3 separate regions of the Mus musculus genome follow, and all the other regions are linked to region 3. Evidence: chromatin contacts called from public Micro-C and promoter capture Hi-C data. All regions are on one chromosome and are shown on one strand. The core of a region is the stretch at or near the end of the contact, and the rest is flanking DNA. Distances in the headings are between cores, read along the strand shown.

The links. Promoter capture Hi-C pulls out the DNA fragments that hold promoters and counts their contacts. Hi-C and Micro-C count contacts between places; a contact is called where the count stands out from the background.
Region 1: a contact with region 3 is called in a promoter capture Hi-C map of liver, with 4 times the contacts expected there. The contact joins the enhancer-like site here to the promoter of Dusp8 in region 3. A contact is called at or near these places in 3 of 39 promoter capture datasets (liver and pre-B cells) and 1 of 115 datasets of contacts at active chromatin or transcription factors (astrocytes).
Region 2: a Micro-C map of embryonic stem cells shows a contact between it and region 3, with 3 times the contacts expected there. The contact joins the promoter of Phlda2 here to the promoter of Dusp8 in region 3. A contact is called at or near these places in 5 of 39 promoter capture datasets (the 3T3-L1 cell line, the C10 cell line, hippocampal neurons and 2 more) and 1 of 484 Hi-C or Micro-C datasets (embryonic stem cells).

The regions. Positions count from the first base shown.
Region 1 is chr7:140,826,783-140,829,850 of GRCm38.p6, reverse strand. No RefSeq gene overlaps it. Among named protein-coding and RNA genes, the nearest start is that of Zfp941, 6.1 kb to the right of the region's middle. Within about 2 kb of position 1,595, at least 63 of the 459 cell types and tissues checked have an H3K27ac peak or open chromatin away from gene starts, as enhancers often do. A contact at or near this core is called in liver, where this site is marked.
Region 2 is chr7:143,500,991-143,504,043 of GRCm38.p6, reverse strand. It overlaps Phlda2 (pleckstrin homology like domain, family A, member 2), which reads left to right and starts at 1,520. Exons shown (of 2, transcript NM_009434.2): 1 at 1,520-1,987; 2 at 2,228-2,496. The coding sequence starts at 1,554. The coding sequence ends at 2,228.
Region 3 is chr7:142,093,880-142,096,845 of GRCm38.p6, reverse strand. It overlaps Dusp8 (dual specificity phosphatase 8), which reads left to right and starts at 1,562. Exons shown (of 7, transcript NM_008748.3): 1 at 1,562-1,923. Gm32786 (a long non-coding RNA gene) reads right to left here and starts at 2,680. Exons shown (of 7, transcript XR_870057.3): 1 at 2,507-2,680; 2 at 768-1,169.

The sequences.
Region 1 (3,068 bases), core at 346-2,845, 1.3 Mb after region 3:
TTGGCAGTTCTTCTCCCGTAGCATATTGTGGTTTAATTATCAAAGGGCTAGGGAATCAAAACTATAGTAGAGCACTTGGCTAACAAGAGCAAAGTTTGGAAAAACCTCAAAACACACACACACACACACACACACACACACACACACACACACACACACACACACACAAGTACAAGGGGGCTGGAGAGATGGCTCAGTGGTTAAGAGCACTGATTGCTCTTTCAGAGGTCCTGAGTTCAATTCCCAGCAACCACATGGTGACTCACAACCACAGCAATGTGATCTGATGCCCTCTTCTGGTGTGTCTGAAGACAGTGATGGTGTACTCACACACATAAAAAATAAATAAAACTTTAAAAAACCCCACAAAACCAAAAAGTAAAATACAGATATCTGGACCTTTTCCATTTTTCCAAATTGAAACTAAAATTCAAACATACAAAACCAGAACCTATACTTCAGTGGGCGCTTGAGCTAACATTACTTTGTATTTGTCTATGTAACTGTCAGTATTGGTTTTCTATTACTGCAGAGCAAGTTTCTCTATACTTTGCCATTACACAGTATGTGTCTCTCTGCATTTCAGGAAACCCAGGAGCCCAGCTTGGATAGATCTCTGCTCCAGGGTCTCACAAAGACACATTCTCTCCCCCTCTTTCTTAAATGTTTGTTTTTTAAATTTTTTTTACTGTGCTCTTTTAAGAAAGGATTTATTTATTATTATATGTAAGTATACTGTAGCTGTCTTCAGACACACTAGCGGAGGGTGTCAGATCTCATTGTGGATGGTTGTGAGCCACCATGTGGTTGCTAGCATTTGAACTCAGAACTTTCAGAGGAGCAGTCAGTGTTTTTAACCGCTGAGCCACTTGTCCAGCCCCACAAAGACACGTTCTCATACAGAGACTTCCAGGGAGGGTCTGCCACCAAGCTTGCTCAGGTGTTGCAGGAGTCTTTCTTGATAAGTAACCTGATACCCAAGAGAGTGGAACTGAGGGATTGTCATCAGCACAGGGAAGCCAGGACAGCTCTTGAGGAGCGTTGACAGGTCTAGTCTTATTCCTGCTTTATACTCTAAGACCACAAGGTGGGGTAGGCAAGCAAGCAAGATTTCACAGAAGCCTGTGTGGCAGTCAGCAGGCTGTTTATTCATGGCAGAGATGCAGTGTTTTTGCTCTGTCTCCAGGTCATTTTGTTCCAGGTAGCAAGTGAAATCATGCTTTGCAAATAGGCAGCATAAGCAGAGCTTTAAGTAAATCACCACATAATTCTACAAACGGTATCTATACTTCGGTATTTTCTACCTTATTCTACTCCCCAGTTTGTTGGCAGGATTCATTTCCTTGTGGGTGTCAGATGGAAGCTTTCTCTTTTCTGGTTGGCCGGCTGGAGAGTGTCCTTGGCTCTTGCCCATGGCTCCCTCCACAGGGAGGGAGTCAATGGTACTGGTGCTTGGTTCTCCTGGCAGGAGGATCTTGGGCTTCAGATGAGACAATCTTATATAACGTCAGCCCAGAAGTAACATCGTGCCGTGTTCTCATGGTTAGAAGTACACCCACTCTCAAGGAGGAGATTATGCAAGGGTTTGCCTCACTGGATCACCACACTCTCTGCCTAGTCATCCTTTTCCCAGCCACGCCCCCTTTCACCATCCATCCTCTGACAACTTAAGGTGAATTATTAACCCTTGAAAAGGGCCAATGTCAGGACTCTGCTCCTTAACATCCATATGTATTTCCCCAAAGAACCTTCTCATATTCTCTTACCGTAGCATTTCCTCCCATGGGAAACTGGACAGCATTCCTAATATATCCCTAGTTTCTTAAATGGATAGCCCATCATTTAAAATTTTTTAATTGGTATTTTTTTTTAACTTTTAACACTTTTGAGATCACAATATAATTACATTTCCCTTTCTCTCTCTCTCTCTCTCTCTCTCTCCCTCTCTCTCTCTCTCTCTCTCTCTCTCCAACCCTCCCATACACCCTTCCCAACTCTCCAAATCTATGGCTGCTTCTCCCATGAATTGTTATTGCACGCACAAATGTGTGTGTGTGTGTGTGTGTGTGTGTGTGTATATATATATATACATATATATATATGTATGTATGTATATGTATATTTTTTCTAAGTGTAATATATTCAGTATGTCTAATGTTGTGTGTATGTTTTCAGGGCTCAACCATTAGGCACTAAGCAACCAACTGACATGCTGTTCCCTGGGGAAGACCTCCTCTCCCACTTCTAGCTTTCCTCAGTTGCCTGTAGTTCTTCATGTAGGGTTGGGGTGAACGGAGGGAGGGAACTGGGTGGGAGAGCAGGTGAGGAGGGGGAATGGGGATAGCGATCAGGTGTGGGGAGGAGTGGGAGGACTGGGAATGAGCTGGAAACCATAAAGCGTGTTTTAAAGTCATTCTCTGTGCTTCAGATATGTTGGAGTTTTCAGGGCCTGCTGAGGCGGGATAGCTGGCTTTTAGTGGTGACATATGGCCCTGATTGTTGTTGATTGTGTTCTTTTTCCTGGGCTTGGGATGATTAAAGATCTAGGTGCTGATCTCTGGATTTGTCTTTTTGGGTGGGTGTTTTGTTCTTTGGTTTCTGTTTCCTCTCTGGAGTTTTAGGGAGTGTGATAGCTACGTGTTGCTGTTTCCCTGGCCTGTTCAGATGGTGTGTTCACAGGCAATGCCTGCTAGTGTTGAAGGCTGGGTAACTGGAATGAATTGGGGGAAGGATTGTTGGAAGAGGCCTTTGTTATCCATTGAGCATGGGCTAGAGAGGAAAGGGAGAGCTGTGGACAAGACTGAGGGGGATTTGATCTTAGGAGCCGTAGGAGAGGTATGGGTCTTCCTACAACCAACTTGGTGAGGGGCAGCCCTAACAGTTTTGGAATTATTGAAGACTATGAGGACATTTGAAGTTGTACTGATTGCATTTTTTTGCGTAATGAAATGTCCATGAGTCTCTAGGGGCAAGGTTTAGAAGGTTATGGCTTACCAGTGAGCTATTTGGGTGCCAGGTTGATTTGCGGTGGTTAATATTGATCAATGACTTGATAAGATTCAGGATCA
Region 2 (3,053 bases), core at 271-2,770, 1.4 Mb before region 3:
AGTTACAGATGGATGGTTGTGCGTTACCCAACTGTGAGCAGGAACCAAACTTAGGTCCTCTGCAAGAACAGCAAGCACTCTTAACTGAGCCACCTCTCCAGCCCCTTTACTTCATTTTTGCTTTGCGGCTTTGGTTACTCTCGGGCTCACTGTAAAACCCAGACTGAGCTAGATTGGTCCTTCCTGCCTCAGCCTCCTTATTGTGGTATAAACCTGCCTTAGAACAACACTAGGCCACCGAACTGGAGTTTTAGGCTGTCTCAATTGTTTAAATGGAGGAACCTGTGTTTTCACTGGGAGCCAGTCCACCTAGAAGCATGGTGTCTGGTTTTCCAACAGCCAGGGGTGGAGGTGGCGGTGGGGATGGGGGAAGGGGTGGAGGTGGGAGAAGGGGTGGGGGTAGGGGGAAGGGGTGGGGCTGAGGGTTTCCTTGTAGCGCCTCTGTCCTCCATCCCACCCCAGCACCCCTGCCCCCATCCCACCATAGCAGGGGACTCCTGGGGTCCCTAGGCCAGTCCCTCCCCCATCCCTGGGAACCCTGGAGGAGCTGCGTCTGCTTCCTACTACTATTAAACCTTTAAAGGCAGAGGGTAAATAAAATCTTGCACTGAAAGGCGATGACTCAGCCGCCCCCGCCGCCCCCGCCGCCCCCGCCGCCCCCGCCGCCCCTAGCCCTTAGGTCGGTCCCCTCATTCCCCAAGCTAGCTTTGCTAGCTCCCGTCCCCCCCCCCCGCCCCCATCGTGAGTTTCCAGCACGTCGAGGTTGTACAGTCGCAGCCCGAGGTGTCTGTAGCCTAGATTGGGGCACACGGGAAAGAGGCAGGCCTTTCTCTTCACGTGGCTGAGCACTGCAGGGTGCTGTTCCTCCTCCACTTCTTCACTGTCTAACTTACTAAAAGGTCATTGTCCCATTTTACAGAAGGGAAAAGAAACTGAGATAATTTCGAGGTACAACTTTGGGGAGCAACTTGGGTGATAAAGCCTGTTGGGGCAGGGCTACTTCCCAAGAAAGTCTAGTGGGTGGCCTTTGGATGCTCGCCCAAGGTGGGAGGAGACGGTGGCCAGGGCTTGGAAAGAACCCGTGAGTCCACGACCCGCGTGTTCGGTCTCCCCGTGAGTGGGATTCTGAGCGCGGTAGTTCAGTCTAGGGGTCGGGCGCTTCCCAGGTCTTCCCGGCCCGTGAGTCACGAGGGGCAGGGACCGCTGAGGTGCATTCCTCTGCAGGCAGGGCCGGAGCCTGGGCGGGGAGGGGACCACAAGTCACTCCACCTGGCAGCTGGGACGTTGGGGCTGGAGGGAAGGCTCGGGGCTCCCGTCAGAGAGGCGCCAATCAGTTCTCGCCCCCCACCCTCCGTCCTCCGATAAGCGGTAGCTTCAAGCAATGGGTAAGGGGCAGCCTGGGGCGGTTGGTGGGGGGCAGCTCCGAGAGCCTGCTTGGGATTGAGAGTGCCCGACTCCGGGGCGTGTCTGGGCTGCGGGGCGGAGTCCTTATAAAGACCACGCCGCGGCCGCGGCCCGCAGCAGAGCGAGCGCATTTGGTGCAACCTTTCGAAATGGCTTCGAAAATCGTGATGTCTTCGAAAACCGTGAAGACCTCCGACGAGATCCTTTGCGAGGGCGAGCTGGAGAAGCGAAGCGACAGCCTGTTCCAGGTATGGAAGAAGAAGCGCTGCGTGCTCACCGCCGACCGCCTGCGCCTCTTCTCCGGGAAAACCAGCCCCGCCAAGGAGCTGTTTTTCCACTCCATCCTCAAGGTGGACTGCGTGGAGCACACCTCTAAGTACGTGTACTTCACCATCGTCACCAACTATTACAAGGAGATCGACTTCCGCTGCACGGTGGAGAGCTGCTGGAACGCGGCCATCACCATGGCGCTGATCGACTTCCAGAACCGTCGGGCGCTGCAAGACTTTCCCCGCTACCGGTATCAGCGCTCTGAGTCTGAAATGCCTTCCGAGCCGGGAGAGCAGAGCGCTCTGGGTCCGTGGTGAGTAACAAACTTGTCCACGGCGTCGGAGTACGGGGCATGGGGAAAGTGAATGGGGGTCATGCCTCCCAGTGGGGAAAACTTCGATTTTAAAAGCCACGGGGAGGGGGAGGGGGGAATCCTACGTCTTTGAAAACCCTTTGGAGAGGGGACCTGGAACGCATGGCAGGAGCTGCTCGGCCCACCTGGAGACTTAAAAGCTGCACCCGGGCAGCTCCTGACTCAGTCTTCTCCCTACAGAAACGCACGGGACCAGTTGAGCCGGGAACCAGCCCACGCTGCCGCATCAGACAGGAGCCCAGGAGCCCAGGGGATGCCCCGGGTGACGCCGCCGCTGCTCTTCACCGAAGATATTCCCGTGCTTGCTGAGCCTTGCCCCGCTGTGCGGGTGCGCTAACTTATTGGACCGTATTTATATTGGTTACCTGCTTCCAACCCACCATTCCGTGTTAATATTTTTTATACCATATTTTCATTCCAAATAAACAATGTCACTTTTCTTTTTTTAACAACTGTGTGGTCTGTGTAGTTCCTGCTGGGGCGAATGTGTGGAAGGGTGGGAGTGAAAGGGTCTCCTATCTGGTGTTATTCCCTCTCCACATCCCGGGAACCATTCAAAGTGCCTTTGAGGGCTGGAGAAATGGCTCAGCGGTTAAGAGCACTGACTGCTCTTCCAGAGGCCCTGAGTTCAAACCCCAGCAACCACATGGTGGCTCATAACCAACCATCTGTAGTGAGATTGGATGCCCTCTTCTGGTGTGTCTGAAGACAGCTTCAGTGTACTTACATATAATAAATAAATCTTGAAGGAAAAAAAAAGTGCCTTTGAATGAACTGTCATCTGCCAGTGGGGCTCAGAGCCTTGCCAGGTCAGGAAGTAGGTCTGGGTGTGGTTTGGCCACCTTTTGCTCCTGGGTGTGGCTTGAAAGGATACTGCTGGTGGCGGGGATTGCTCAGAGTTCACTCACTAGTTAGCACCTCCTGGACATCTGAGAGGTTGCTCTGTTCACTAGGGTGGCTGCCCTCATTGTCCCCTCCCACCCACATACCGTGTGTCCAGCAGTGA
Region 3 (2,966 bases), core at 313-2,812:
CAAAGATCTGAACCCAGAGCCAACCCCAAACATCCCTGGGGCTCCCCATGCTTCCTTCCTGGCAGCACTCCCAAGTTGTTTGTTTGTTTTGTGCTATTTCTGAGCCAGAGACACCTCTTCCCTCCAACCTGTATTAATCCCAGGCTAGACTCCCAGACTCCCCTTGGGCTACATAGAGAGGTTTCTGCAAGCCGGTTCTAAACACTCATAATGAACCAAGCCAAGCTGGATACAGTAGGGTAAAGGAGAAGGTCCCTGCAGAGCCTTGCCCAGCACCTAGTGTGGTCTGCAGTATTCTTCACACAATCTATACTAGCAAAGGAGTGCTCCTTCCTTTGTGCCTGCTTCACTCTCTGTGACCCTTCCTTCAACCAGCCATCTCCTAAACTCTGCCCTTCATCGAGTGAGAGGCTGGACTTCCAGGGAAAGTTCAGGACACTCCACCCCCCTCCCACCCCCCACGAGACTCATATTATCTGGTCACCTCACTGTCCACCTAGTCAGGGCCACGTTTTTGAAGTATCTGAGAAGGTCTGGCATCATGGTGGGTGCTAGTAATCTCATCACTCAGAAGGCTGAGACCAGCCTGGCATACAATAAAGAATTTTCTGCCAACCTGTTCCCGAGGAGGAGGGAAAACTAAGGGAAACGTGGCTTATGTTTGCAGGTGGACCACTTTGGCACAAGACTCCCCTTCCTCTGAGACCTGCCTGACCCCTGTGTATTTCTGCCCTAGTTGTAATTACCCATGTTTTTTGAGTGCTCACGTGGTTGTGTTCACACAGTGGGATGGAGCCGACAGTCCCCAGCGGGCAGGGGAGATGTCCGGGTGGGAGTAGAGGTCGTTTCCAAGCGGCTTTTCATTGGAAGCTGTCAAGAACTGGATGTCATAGGTAGGGGGGCAGCGCCGCCCTGGGGAGCACACCGGTGGGTCTGGAGCCCCGCCCCCTGATTTCCCGGGATGAGTGACCTGAGGCAAACCACATCGCCTAGGAGCTTCTTCTGCAAAGTGTAGAGCTGGACTTCCACCTCCAGGGGTCGTGGAGAGGACAAACGCGGATGCTGCAGGTAAGGCCCTTTGCGGCCGCAGCTCTCCATGACCCTTTTCCCTGGGCCGCACTGGGGCAGGGGAGGCGCACTCTGGGAGGGCGTCCTCTCGCGAACAAAGGCTAAGGGAAGGAGAGAAATCCGTGACAGGTTCAGTCCAGGCGGGCCGAGAGAGGGAGACCCTTGCATACTAGGACAGTAGACGCTGGTTAGAGTGCCGCGAGGCAGAGGGTTCTTGGGGATACCAGGAGCCCTGAGCTGGGAAGGCTTCCTGGAGGTGGGGAGCTGCGGCGTGCGTGGCCCCTTTAAGAACCGATGCCCGAGAAGCTTGGGGCGCGGGGGACGGAGGGCGGTGGCAGAGAGACCCACGGCCGCCGCCAGGGCTCCGCACCCAGCGCCCGCTCCGCTGACGTCACCTGCCCCCGAGCGGCTCACTCTGATTGGCTGCAGGTGACGTCAGGGGCTTTTTCGCTCGGCATGACCTCATCCCCACCGGCAGCCCCGCCCTCCGCCCCGGGCCTGTCACTCGCGGCTCCCGCGGTGGCCGAGCCGGCTCCGCGGACCCCCGCCCCACCCGGACGCCGGACGCCGGACGCTGAGCCGGGCCGGAGCTGCCGGCCGCGCCCGCCAAGTCGCGGGCTGGGATGCGCGCCGTGAGCGCGCGTGCCCGACCGCAGTACGCGCGCTCCGTCCCGAGCGAGCGCTCCCCGCGGTGGCGGCGACGACGGCGGCGGCGGCGGCGACGCGCCCCGCGCGCCTCTCCGGCCCTTGCCCCGGCTACGCGGGCCCCCGACGGGCCCATGGGTGGCGGAACGGAGCGGGCGCCCTGAGCGCGGCACCGGCGTTGGGGGCAACCCCAGGGCAAGCGAGAGCCAGGTGAGCCAGGCGCTGACAGCGGTCGAGTCCTAAGCCGGGTGTGGGCCCAGGACGTGCGGAGGTTTTTGCGGTTGTGTGCCCTGAAGGAAGAAGCTCTTTGGAGCACCGAGAATAAATGGCTCTGCCCCGCGAGCGGCGCGCGCTGCAGATCCGCGCCTGCAGTGCGCTGTCTTTCTCGGCATATTCCTTCTTATCTGGAGGGATATATATAAGAGACCTAGGGATTCGCGGGGGAGGGCTGAGATCCAGCACAGATCGGTGAGAGTCCCTGCGAAGCGCCCCCGCTGGCAGCCAGATTTGGAGAAGGTCGTCCGCGGCTGCAGCGGGCAGGGGGATGCGAAACCTCCGACGCCAGAGGGTCGGCTCCGGCCTGCGGTAGGCTCCTTATCTGGAGAGGAAGCTATAGGACCCCCCCCCACTCTTCGACTCGCATGGCTGTCCCGTCACCCCCACTTCATGGTGCTCCACTCGCCTCTGCGGATAAAGAACATCCTTACCCGACGCAGAGGCTGTAGGCGCGATGCTGGGGGAGGGGCCGGCACGGCTGCCTCCTGCAGCCTGTCTCCCTGGCCTCTCTGCCTACCTTGGGAGGGAGCGGCCAGTCAGATGCTGCTGGTACCCTTGTGCCAAACCTTGCAGGTGGAGGAGCAAGAACAGGCTCAGCTTCCACTAGATCAGACCTCTTGGAATAAATTGGCCTCTGACTCCTTGTTGACAGGGTGTGCTGCGCCTGCAGCAGATAGATTGGGGGCCTTGATGGTGCAGTGATGGGGGTGGGGGACCAGTGTGGCATCTGCAATGCTCTGTTGTGCAGTATGGGGTGGGGGTGGAGGTGCTTCGGGTCAGGGGCACGGCTTCTTTCACAGTATGAATGAATTCAGAATGGAAATCCAGTGACCTGTAGACCCAGCCTCACATTTACTTGCCCCTAGGGTAGCTGGGTGGGTGAGGGTAGCTTACAGTGCCAGGCTCTGCCCTGGGAGATCAGAGTCCCCGTGCATTCACTATTTGGTTAGCAGGCACCTGATACAGATGAGCAGATC